Regions from separate parts of the Mus musculus genome. Here regions 1 and 2 are each linked to region 3. Evidence: chromatin contacts called from public ChIA-PET data. All regions are on one chromosome and are shown on one strand. Each heading gives the region's core, a stretch centred on a gene start, on an enhancer-like site or on the middle of the called end of the contact. The rest is flanking DNA. Distances are from core to core; before and after follow the strand shown. Region 1 has its middle 12 kb from the start of Lyrm7os. Region 2 overlaps Cdc42se2 (CDC42 small effector 2). Region 3 overlaps Rapgef6 (Rap guanine nucleotide exchange factor (GEF) 6).

Region 1 (3,414 bases), core at 641-3,140, 190 kb after region 3:
AGAAAAAGAAAAAGAAAAAGAGAAAGAAAAAATACTCAAAGTTTTTTTTTTCTTTCTTTCACCATTTGAGTCCCCAGGATGAAACTCAGGTAGTCAGACATACTGACATACTGACACTGACGTACTGACATCCAGCTCTACCTGCTGAGCCATCTCACCAGCCCTCTCATTTCACTCCCAGGAAACTGAACTCAGGGCCTTGCAAGTGTTTCACCACCGGAGTCCCAGCCCCAGCCCAGACGGCTCAGCTTTTAAGTGTTGCTTTCATCTCTATGAGAAGTTCGGGGCTCCCTTCCCCTCACTCCAGATCCCAGGAAGAGTGGCTCAAGGTCTTTCTTAGCTGCATAGTAAGGTTGAGGACATCCTGAGGCACTTGAGACCTTGTCTCAAATCAAAAAAGAGTGACTACTAATAGTACCACTGAGTGTAACGTGCAGTTTAAGAAATGTTTATTATGAAGCCCTTTATTACTGTTTGGTTTTTGAAGCCAGGCTTGGTGGCACTTGCCTTTAATCCCAGTGATAAAGATACAGAGGCAGGTGGATCTCTATGAGTTCCAAGCCATCCAGGGACACATAAGTGAGACCCTATTTCATTTTATTTTTGACAATAAGTCACCAAATCAAATGGAGTAGCTTTGGAATGTGACAGAAAGTAGGAGTCCAATTACCCACTTCTTTTTTTCCCTTTTGTGTATGTGTGTGCATGTATACATACATGTTTGTGTATGTGGGTGTGGCTGCCCGTGCAAGCATGCATGCACAGGCCAGAGGTCAACTCTGAGTGTTGTCCTCATACGTTCTCCACTTTATTTATTTATTTATTTATTTATTTATTTTTGAAACTGGGTCTTTTTGATTGTCTTTGGGTTTCGAGACAGGGTTTCTCTGTGTAGCCCTGGCTGTCCTGGAACTCACTCTGGAGATCAGGCTGGCCTCAAACTCAGAGATCCACCTGCCTCTGCCTCTAGGGTGCTAGGATTAGAGGCGTGCGCCACCACCACCTGGCCTGAGACAGGGTCCTGAACTGAACCTGGAGCAGTATATGTGCGTGCGTGCGTGCGTGCGTGCGTGCGTGCGTGCGTGCGTGCGTGCGTGCGTGCGTGCGTGTGTGCGTGTGTGTGTGTGTGTGCGTGCGCATGTGCGCGCGCGCGCGCCTGTGTGGTGTTGGTAGAGTAAGGCGCTTTCTGAGGCCAGAGGAGATGTCGCATGTCTTGCTGTCCATTCTTTACCTTATGCCCTTGAGGCAGGGTCTCCCATTGAACTTGGAGCTAGACTGGCAGCCAGCAAGCCTCACAGGTCCTCCTGCTCTGACACCCACAGCTCTGGGACTACAGGCATCCATAGCCACACCACTTGTTTTATGTAGGTGCTGAGATTCAAACTCAGGTCTTCATGTTTGCCCAGAAGTGCTCTTACCACAGAGACATCTCCTCAGTCCTTGTTCTAGTTCTGGGCCTGACTTGGTTCTTCCTATGAAGAACTGTGGTTCCGCTAGAGTCATTAATCAAATGATATGTTTTTATGCTTTTGGGAGTGGGCAGAGCAGGGTCTCATGTAGACAACAGTTGCTTTGAATTCACTATGTGGGCTAGTGCTAGTCTAGAATTCCTGGGCCTCCTGCCTCTGCCTGCTAAATGCTGGGATTATAAGTGTGTGTCACCAGGCCAGGCTTTAGGCTTATCTAAAACATAGTTTGACAGCTTTAAAGGCTCATCAGGAAATAGCACTGAGCTCATAAAAAGTAGTTACAGTCACACTAATTTCAGACGAAGAGTTATGGCAGCGAGCGTTCAACATGGCGATGTGGGGCACTTCCTACTGAGGATGGTGGTTACAGAAGGGTTGAATGCAAAGGGGAATATGTCTGGTAGCCTGGCACACGGCCTCACCACAGTCTTCATTACATAAGCAATAACAACCGGCCCCCACATCCTTGTTCACACCCAGATGAGTTAAAGTGAAAGAGGAACCATCATAGCATCTAGATAAAATATTACTCGGGTGGGGGAGGGAATAATTACCTAATTAATACAGGGGAAAAAAAGGGCCAGCAACACGGCTTGCAACATGGCTCAAAGTGCTTGGTGTCTTGCTGCCGTGCCTGATGACCTAAGTTTGAGTCCCAGACTCAAATAGTGTAAGAGAAATCTAACTTCAGCAAGTTGTCTTCTGACCTCTACACATGCATGAATCCTGACATACTACACACACACACACACACACACACACACACACACACACACAGAGTGTTTAGAAAGAAAGAGATTTTGTTTGTCCTGGTAAAAGCTTAAGTCATACGAATTGTACCTCCTGCCTAGAGATGGTGCTGCCCATCCTGGGATGGGTCCTCCAACATCAACAGGAGATTAAGGAAATGCCTCACAGGCATGACCACAGGTCGCTCTGATCTAGGCAATTCCTCTTTTGAGGTTTCTCTCTTCTCAGGTGTCTCGGGGTTTGTGTCAAGCTGAAACTTGTGACACACACTTAAGAACCACAAAGATGCCAAGGTGGTGTGTGCACTTTTAATCCCAGCACGGGAGGCAGAGGCAGACAGATCTCTGAACTTGAGGCCAGCCTGGTCTACATAGTAAGTTCCAGGACAACCAGGGTTACACAGAGAAACAACCACATAGACCACAAATAATAAGGTAAGGAAGGGAGGGAGGGAGGGAATAAGGGAAGGGAGGGAGAAGGGAAGGAAGGAAGGAAGGAAAGAAGGAAGGAAGGAAGGAAGGAAGGAAGGGAGGGAGGGAGGGAGGGAGAAAGGGAAGGAAGGAAAGGAAAAAGACCAGGCAACAAGAAGGTGTAGCTGAGGCAAAGAACTCTTGTTTCAACACTGGGGAGGTCTTGGGTGGATACCCCCAAACTGCAAGATAAAGCAAAATAAGACAAAAAACACATCAGAGAAACCTGTGACCGTGGCTGGAGAGATGGCTCGGCACTTAAGAACACTTGCTGCTCCCGCAGAGGATCTGAGTTCAGTTCCCAGCACACACATCAGGTGGCACACAACCACCTTTAACTCCAGCATCATGGGATCTGATGCCCCTTTTTTGGCCTTCTCGGGTATCTGCACACATGTGCACATACCCACACACAGATAACACTCATGTACACATACATGAAAACAAAATAAATCTTTAAAATGTCCACCTAAGCTAATAACTTCTGTAAGCTCTGGAATAAAGCAAATCTGAAGATGCTCAGGGGCCCCTCTTTGGGAGAAATAGTTGGGTACCTGTTCCCAGACATTGTCTGTCTCCTTTCCTGGCTCTCATGGCTTCTGCAATCTGCTGCATTTGTCCATCCATCCTCACCCCATTAGCTTGTTGCTCTGTTCCCCTAAAGCTGCCATATGCAGTTATGTCCTTAAAGCTACTCTGTAAGCTTTAGGAACAGTGTTTGCTGT
Region 2 (3,354 bases), core at 364-2,863, 150 kb after region 3:
ATGTACCACCACTCCAGGATTATTTTGATTTTGTGGAATAGGCTCTCTCTATCTAGTCTAGGCTGGCCTTGAAGTCACTGTGTAGCCCAAGCTAGCCTTGAGTTCACAATCTTCCTGGCCTGGGATTATAGGTATGTACCATCACCCACAGTAGATATACAGCATATCAAAACCACACGGTCATCTGCCGTTTCATGAAACATGGGAGGGCATAAAAAGAACACACTAAAACGAGCTTTTAGTTCCCTATTACAGCCCTGTTAGAGAAATGTTTAAAATTGAGTAATGATAACAACACAAGACTTGAGGCTGGAGAGATGGCTCAGCAGTTAACAGCACTGTTCTTTCTGAGGACTCAAGTTCAACTTCCAACCTCCATGTGGTGGTTCACACCTATCTTAACTCCAGTTCCAGACGATCTGATGCAAAACCCTCATAAACACAAAATAAAACAAATCTTAGAAACAAATACATAATGAAAGCAAACATCTTCCCGCTCTAGTCTGGGTAAGACTTGTTCATTCCTCATGCACAATCTTATTTTTGAGACAGGGTTTCCCTGTGTAGCCTTGGCTGTTCTGGAACTTGATCTGTAGACCAGGAGGGCCTCACACTCAGAGATCCGCCCGTCTCTGCCTGGGACTACTGGTAGTAAAGGGTATGTGCCACCACATCTAGCCTGTTGTACATATTTTTTTTAATATTTTAAAATTTTATTTATTTATTCATTCACTTTACATCCCAATATCAGCCCCCCTCTCCTCCAAGTACCCCTTCACACAGATCCTCTCCCTCCCCTTCTCCTCTGAGCAGAGCCCCCTCCCCAGTATAACCCCCCACACATTCTTTTTAAAAATTACCGCAATATCATTTCAGCAAGATAATAAAGATAAACTGAATTTAAAAAAAAATAAAACATAGCAAGTAGAGATGGTTCAGCAAATAAAGTCCTTGCACAGCATGAGAACCTGAGTGTGACTTCCGAGTACCCAAGGAAAACCGGAAGCCTACAGAAATAGGAGAATCCAAGAAAACTCACCAGCCAACCAACCTGTGAACAAAAGACCCTCCTCCTCTCACCTGTGCATGCATGCTGTGACACACACACACACACACTCCAGCAGTAAGAGAGAAAAATAAAGGTTTTACAGTTCCATCCCCAGGCATACTTCCACCATTCACTACAAACAGGAAACACACTATAAAAGGTTTTTTACTAACACTAGCTTACTTGCAACCGAAAACATTAGGCCTGGAAAAAAAAACAACTTTATATAAACAACAAAATTAATGGTTCATATTTAGATAACACTTCAGAATGTATCAAATCTATGTTGAAATGTTTTGAATCTTACCACCTTCAGAACACCCTGCATGCATGCCTTGTAGAGCAGAAGGATGCTCATGCTCCCAGGTTACGTCCCTTCCTGTACTTCAGGGCTGGACATTTTTTTTTCCAAAAAAGTAACAACCACCACCAAAAGCAATCCCCTACCTTTTCCAGATCTTCCTCTTGTAGTTAATTTATCTGGAACGTAAGCAGGGCTGAGTAAGCAGCTCCTGGGCGTGAGCAGCACTGTGAGGCTTGCAGGCTTCCTGTGCTGATGAGTTTGAGTGCTTAGTGCGCAGGAGGAGGATCACCTTCAGAAGCCACTGTCACCAGCAGCAGCTGTGGCCCCAGATTCAGAGTTCTGACAGCCACCTGCCAGTTTCAACTTCCTGACCCCTAGGACATAACTATGGGCCTATCTTCTTGAATATATTAATTCAAAACTACTTCAATTCTATTCTTCCAGACCACCCATTCCCTTTTGTGTGTGTGTGGGGGGGGGGGTTGCTGAGACAGTCTCACATGGTCCAGGAACTCCTGATCCCCCCCCCCCCCCCCCACACACACACACACACATCTGCTCTACCTTGAGAATGACCCTGAAGCCTGATCCTCCTTATTCAGTAATTCTATCACCACCAACTGTCCTTCTGAAACCGTAAAGTGTTTGTTTCATAGAATAGACTCTGAAAGTTACGTAAGTGTCTTGTGTTTAAACACACATTACTTGTATTTATTCCTTCACCCCATTTTAGAAGTCTAATACATAAGACTTCGTATTATGAATTTAATTTGTAAGGTCAGTATGAAGAATTAAACCTGGCCTGGTGGCAAATGCCCGAAACTTCATCATTCAAAAAACAAGAAAACAAAGTTCTGACAGATGTAATGTGGAATTATTTTATGTATAATGTATGACAATTAATGGACTAATAAAATACTAACACTCCTGTGGTAGTTTGGATAAAAATGGCCCCCACAGGTCCATAGGGAGTGGCAATTACTAGGAGGTGTGTCCCTAGAGTGGGTGTGGCTTTGCTGGAGGAGGTGTGTGACTTTGAGGTCTCAAAAGCTCAAGCCTGTTCACTTCCTGTTGCCTGTGATCAAGGTGTACAATCTTAGCTCCTCCTAGCACCATGTGTGCTTTTCATGATGATGATAATGGACTAAACCTCTGAAACTGCAAGCCAATTCCAGTTAAATATGTTCCTTTATAAGAATTGCCATGGACGTGATGTCTCTTCCCAGCAATAGAAACCCTAACTAAGACAACTCCTAAGACTACAATGATCCGGTTTTTCTAAATTAAATACATTTCTGTTAACATAAAGATGCAATTGCTGTTGTTTTAAAAGTTTCCTTGCCAGCTTGGTGATACAACCATCTGTAAGGCCAGCATCCAGCAGACCGAAGCAGAAAATCAGGAGTTTAAAATCAGTTTAATCTACACTGTTAGACCCTGTTTCAGAAGCCAAAAAAACAAAACAAACAAACAAAAAAGCCACCCTATATAAATAAAATGTTCCTTTTGCTCTGCCAAGTATAGAAATGTTTTAAAACTCAATAACTTTTATCTCCCAGACTACTCACTGGACAGTTGCACATGCGCAATCTTAAATCATGTTACTGCACTGACCACCATTCTCCCTTGAGTTCTCTATAGTGAATCTAAATTGCCAGTGCAATGCTGGAGATGACAAGCACAGGCTTGGATATGGGCGTTTTGTCTCCATGAAGTCTGCACACCAAACGAGGGCATGGGATCCCACAGGACTACAGTTATTGATGGTTGTGAGCTGTCATTTCAGTGCTTGGAATTGAATCCAGGACCTCTGGAAGAGGAACCAGTACTGAGCCATCCATCTCTCCAGTTCCTAAAAGGACTTCTTAAAATATAAATACTAGACCTGCAATCCCTCCTCGTGTAAGAGCCTGCTTACCTGGGTGACCACTCCTCATCAAAGAAGGCTCTCTGCAACAAGTAGAGACCATCACAGAAAACCACAAATGGATAGAATCCAGAA
Region 3 (3,398 bases), core at 593-3,092:
GCGAGAGAACCTGCACTTGAAATCCAGAGAGAAGGGGAAGGGTGGGGGCGCTGATTCTTTTAGCTTCTCTGATGAACAGGGTAGACAAGCTTCATCCTGCAGCTTGAAGGCAGGCACTAGGCAGCACATAAATGCAGCTTGTAGCTGGGAGAAGTAGAAGAGCTGCACAGTGAGCTTCCTTACCAGGTCTGACCAGAGGCTGAGCTGCTCCGAGCTGTGGCCTCGTTTCTGGAAGAAAAAGGCAGCTAGAGAATTTGTGATCTGACAGTGGAGTGCTTGCCTGGTATGAACAAGGTCCTGGGGTTTAATCTGTAGTATTAATCCTAGGAAAAATACAAATACAAAAAGACACCATCTATGCCCTTGTCCAAGGCTAAGTTACCCACTACCCACATACAGTGCCATTTAATTTAAACTCCTACTTGAAACAAATTGCAAGAATGTGATGGCTTAAATAGTATTCTATTAATGAAATTTCAGTGCTTCGCTCTTACCAAACTACGAATTTCAAGCCTTTCATTTCCCACTACCATCTGCCATCTGGTTCTGTATTCCATTAGTTTCCTACAGCACTTAGAGTCTGCTTCATGGCAAGAGTACATGCTGCTGGACCCTCAGCATGCTTTTTCTTAGCTGTGTTTTTGGTGTTTTGTGTGTATTTATTATCAGAATAAATTTATGCAGATGGGAGTTTATGTTTTTACTGATCTTGTTTCTTTTGCTGAGTCAAGCACTGTGGTACTTAGAAGTAATCTAGAAAAAAATTCAAGGTGAATAATATTTGAAGTAAATACCAGTATTGGTTTCAAGGTAAATGGCAAAATATCTCTGCTAACTAAAATGTTGGTCTGTAAGGCAGAGGAGAGAAATGGACAGGGCTATCCTGGACTGCAGAATTGTGGAAGATTTCATTGCACAAAATTCTCCTCTGACCAAGAAGACAAGATGAGCTTAAAAGCTGAATGGTCCCTGAAAAGGGAACCTGGACATGATGATGCTGAAAGGAAAAGCATTGAAAATATGAAGTGCTGGCTTAACACTTAAACCTCAATTTTAAATGTGGTTTTTATAAGTTTGTATAACATTTTCATTAAACATGTGGCACCTTTTACTGTAGCTTCATGTTTAGTTGCAAACAGGAAAGAGATATTCTCTGATGGTTTATTTGGTGAAGGCCAACTCATCGTAGAGTCAGCTTGTACTCACCGCATTATATGTACAAAGTACATGTGACAGGAAAGGAAAACCAAGAGAGGTTTAATCCTTGTCCTACTAGACCCCTGTGCTTAACCTATTTATCATAATCTTTTTAATGATCTGCCTAGGGCGGGCTCAGTTTGCTAACTATCCTACAAAAGTGAGTCTCCTACCATCTCTTAATATTATCATTCTAATCCTGTGATTATTCTGCTCCTTTTAGTCGACCATTGTCCATCTCTTCCATTTGAGTCTTCATATTTACTCTCTTAACCATGCCAACCACCAGTGTTACTCTGGGCTGGTCTAGAACTCAGGGATTCAGTCTTTCATATGTTGGGATTGTAAGCGTGAGCCACCACATATAGTTAAATTTATTCATCTGTTCATTTTACAGTTAATGAGAATCCTTCTTTTTGCTTTAAAGTACATGTTGGTTACAGAATAGGATATTGTATATGAGATACTATCATAGTCCATTCAAGCTGCTGTTTCAAAAAAAAATGCCGTGCACTGGGTAGCTCACAAACAGTAGAAATTCACTTTTCATGGTTTTAGATGCTGGGAATTCCAAATTACAGTAATGACAAATTTGCTATCCTGTGAAAGATCTCTTTCTGATCTGTAGATGGCACCATCTAGCTATTTCCTCATATGGAAGAAAGGTTGGATGGGCTTCCTCTGGCCTCGTATAGTACTACCCGTGAGGCACTACCCATTCATGAGGATTCTAATAACTTGGTGAGGTTTTAGCTGCTCAGAGGCTCCACCTTCCAGCACCATCATCTTGAAGTTAAGATTTCTTTCTATTAAGAATTTTTAGGGTGTTGGAGAGATGGCTCCATGTAAGAGCACTTGTGATTTTGGCTCCTAGCTCCATATAGCAGCTCACAACCATCAATAACCCCAGTGCAGGGAATTAGATGCCCTTTTCTGACCTCTGTGGACACCAGGCACACATGCAGTTTACTTACAATACATGTAGCCAAAACATTCATATACATATAATGAAAATAGTTATAATTTTTATGGGCTGGAGAGATAGTGCAATGGTTAAGAGTACTGACTACTCTTCCAGAAATCCTGAGTCCAATTTCTAGCACCTACATGGTAGCTCACAGCCATTTTTAATGGTATGTGATTCCCTCTTCTGGTGTTCATGAAGACAGAGCACCACTCATATTCATAAATAAATGAATAACTCTTTTTTAAAAAGTTTTAGGATCTGGGGATATGCCTTGGCTAAAGGAGCCTTGGGTGGCCCTATATTTGATGCCTAGCACTGTTGAAAAGGGAGGAAGATGTATGTAGCCCAGTTAGTAGAGTGCTTACCGTTACCATTAGGTTCAACCTTAGCACTTCATAAACTGAGCATAGGAGCATATACCTATAATCCTAAATGGCAGCAGGAAGATCAGAAGTTTAAAGGCCTTCTTGGCTACAGGTCAAGGCCCATCTGGGCCACATGAAACCCTGTCTCAAAAAGGAAAAGAGGATAATGGTCCAGGCCATAGCAGCAGACTGTTACAAACCATCTTTTCTAGTCTTAAAGGAGCTCATTGTATATTCATTCTGGATTATTAACTACTTAAAAATAAAGAGGAATCCAAAGGCACTATAAATTGTGCATAAAGCAAGACTAAGTTGTCATCTGAGCCCTAATGTGAATTAACAAAGGCCAGAAGATTAATATGCTGGCCCACAGAGAAAATGTGGAAGCAGTTCTGACAGCAGGGAGGCTGTAATTGCAGATACGGCTTTCTTTCCTGCCTGTCTCTAAGGTCGTTTTGTGTCCTATGGCTTACCTGTTTTTTCTCCATTCTTCTCTGTGATCCTGTTGCTGGCACTCTTTCTCTGCCCAGTATGTTGTATTTCTGTTGCTTCATTGCTCTTTCTGGTTCTGCTTCTCTTACTCAAGAGTTCTCCTTCCCATTTCCCTGCCTCTCCTCTTCCTGTTCATTTTTAGCTTTGTTCCTATTTTTAACTCTTTGAAACTTGTATTTATGGTCACATACACACATATTTATACATCCTACTGCAGCACAAGGAACCTGCCAGTGTCTACCCCTCATAGAAAAGTGACTTTTCTACACCTTCTTTATAGATCCTCAGCTACGACTGGGGCCTCGGGAGCAACTCTATAATGGAGTTTTGTTTTTTTTATACTGACTTAATTTTATTCCAGAGTACTTCTAAATAAC

Evidence for each region. ChIA-PET counts read pairs in DNA pulled down with a chosen protein or histone mark.
Region 1: a contact with region 3 is called in an RNA polymerase II ChIA-PET map of memory CD8 T cells, with 185 read pairs. The contact joins two enhancer-like sites. A contact is called at or near these places in 1 of 39 promoter capture datasets (liver), 1 of 484 Hi-C or Micro-C datasets (bone marrow-derived macrophages), 6 of 115 datasets of contacts at active chromatin or transcription factors (bone marrow-derived dendritic cells, bone marrow-derived macrophages, effector CD8 T cells and 2 more) and 2 of 9 other capture datasets (adipose tissue and liver).
Region 2: a contact with region 3 is called in an RNA polymerase II ChIA-PET map of memory CD8 T cells, with 93 read pairs. The contact joins two enhancer-like sites. A contact is called at or near these places in 2 of 484 Hi-C or Micro-C datasets (CD8 T cells and bone marrow-derived macrophages), 4 of 115 datasets of contacts at active chromatin or transcription factors (bone marrow-derived macrophages, effector CD8 T cells and memory CD8 T cells) and 3 of 9 other capture datasets (adipose tissue, liver and pancreatic islet).

Annotation. Positions count from the first base shown.
Region 1 is chr11:54,805,966-54,809,379 of GRCm38.p6, forward strand. No RefSeq gene overlaps it. Among named protein-coding and RNA genes, the nearest start is that of Lyrm7os, 12 kb to the right of the region's middle. Within about 2 kb of position 1,891, at least 131 of the 459 cell types and tissues checked have an H3K27ac peak or open chromatin away from gene starts, as enhancers often do. A contact at or near this core is called in bone marrow-derived macrophages and memory CD8 T cells, where this site is marked.
Region 2 is chr11:54,762,583-54,765,936 of GRCm38.p6, forward strand. All of the region lies in intron 1 of Cdc42se2 (CDC42 small effector 2), which reads right to left. Among named protein-coding and RNA genes, the nearest start is that of Cdc42se2, 23 kb to the right of the region's middle. Within about 2 kb of position 1,614, at least 57 of the 459 cell types and tissues checked have an H3K27ac peak or open chromatin away from gene starts, as enhancers often do. A contact at or near this core is called in CD8 T cells and memory CD8 T cells, where this site is marked.
Region 3 is chr11:54,615,954-54,619,351 of GRCm38.p6, forward strand. All of the region lies in intron 7 of Rapgef6 (Rap guanine nucleotide exchange factor (GEF) 6), which reads left to right. Among named protein-coding and RNA genes, the nearest start is that of Rapgef6, 95 kb to the left of the region's middle. Within about 2 kb of position 1,843, at least 18 of the 459 cell types and tissues checked have an H3K27ac peak or open chromatin away from gene starts, as enhancers often do. A contact at or near this core is called in CD8 T cells, bone marrow-derived macrophages and memory CD8 T cells, where this site is marked.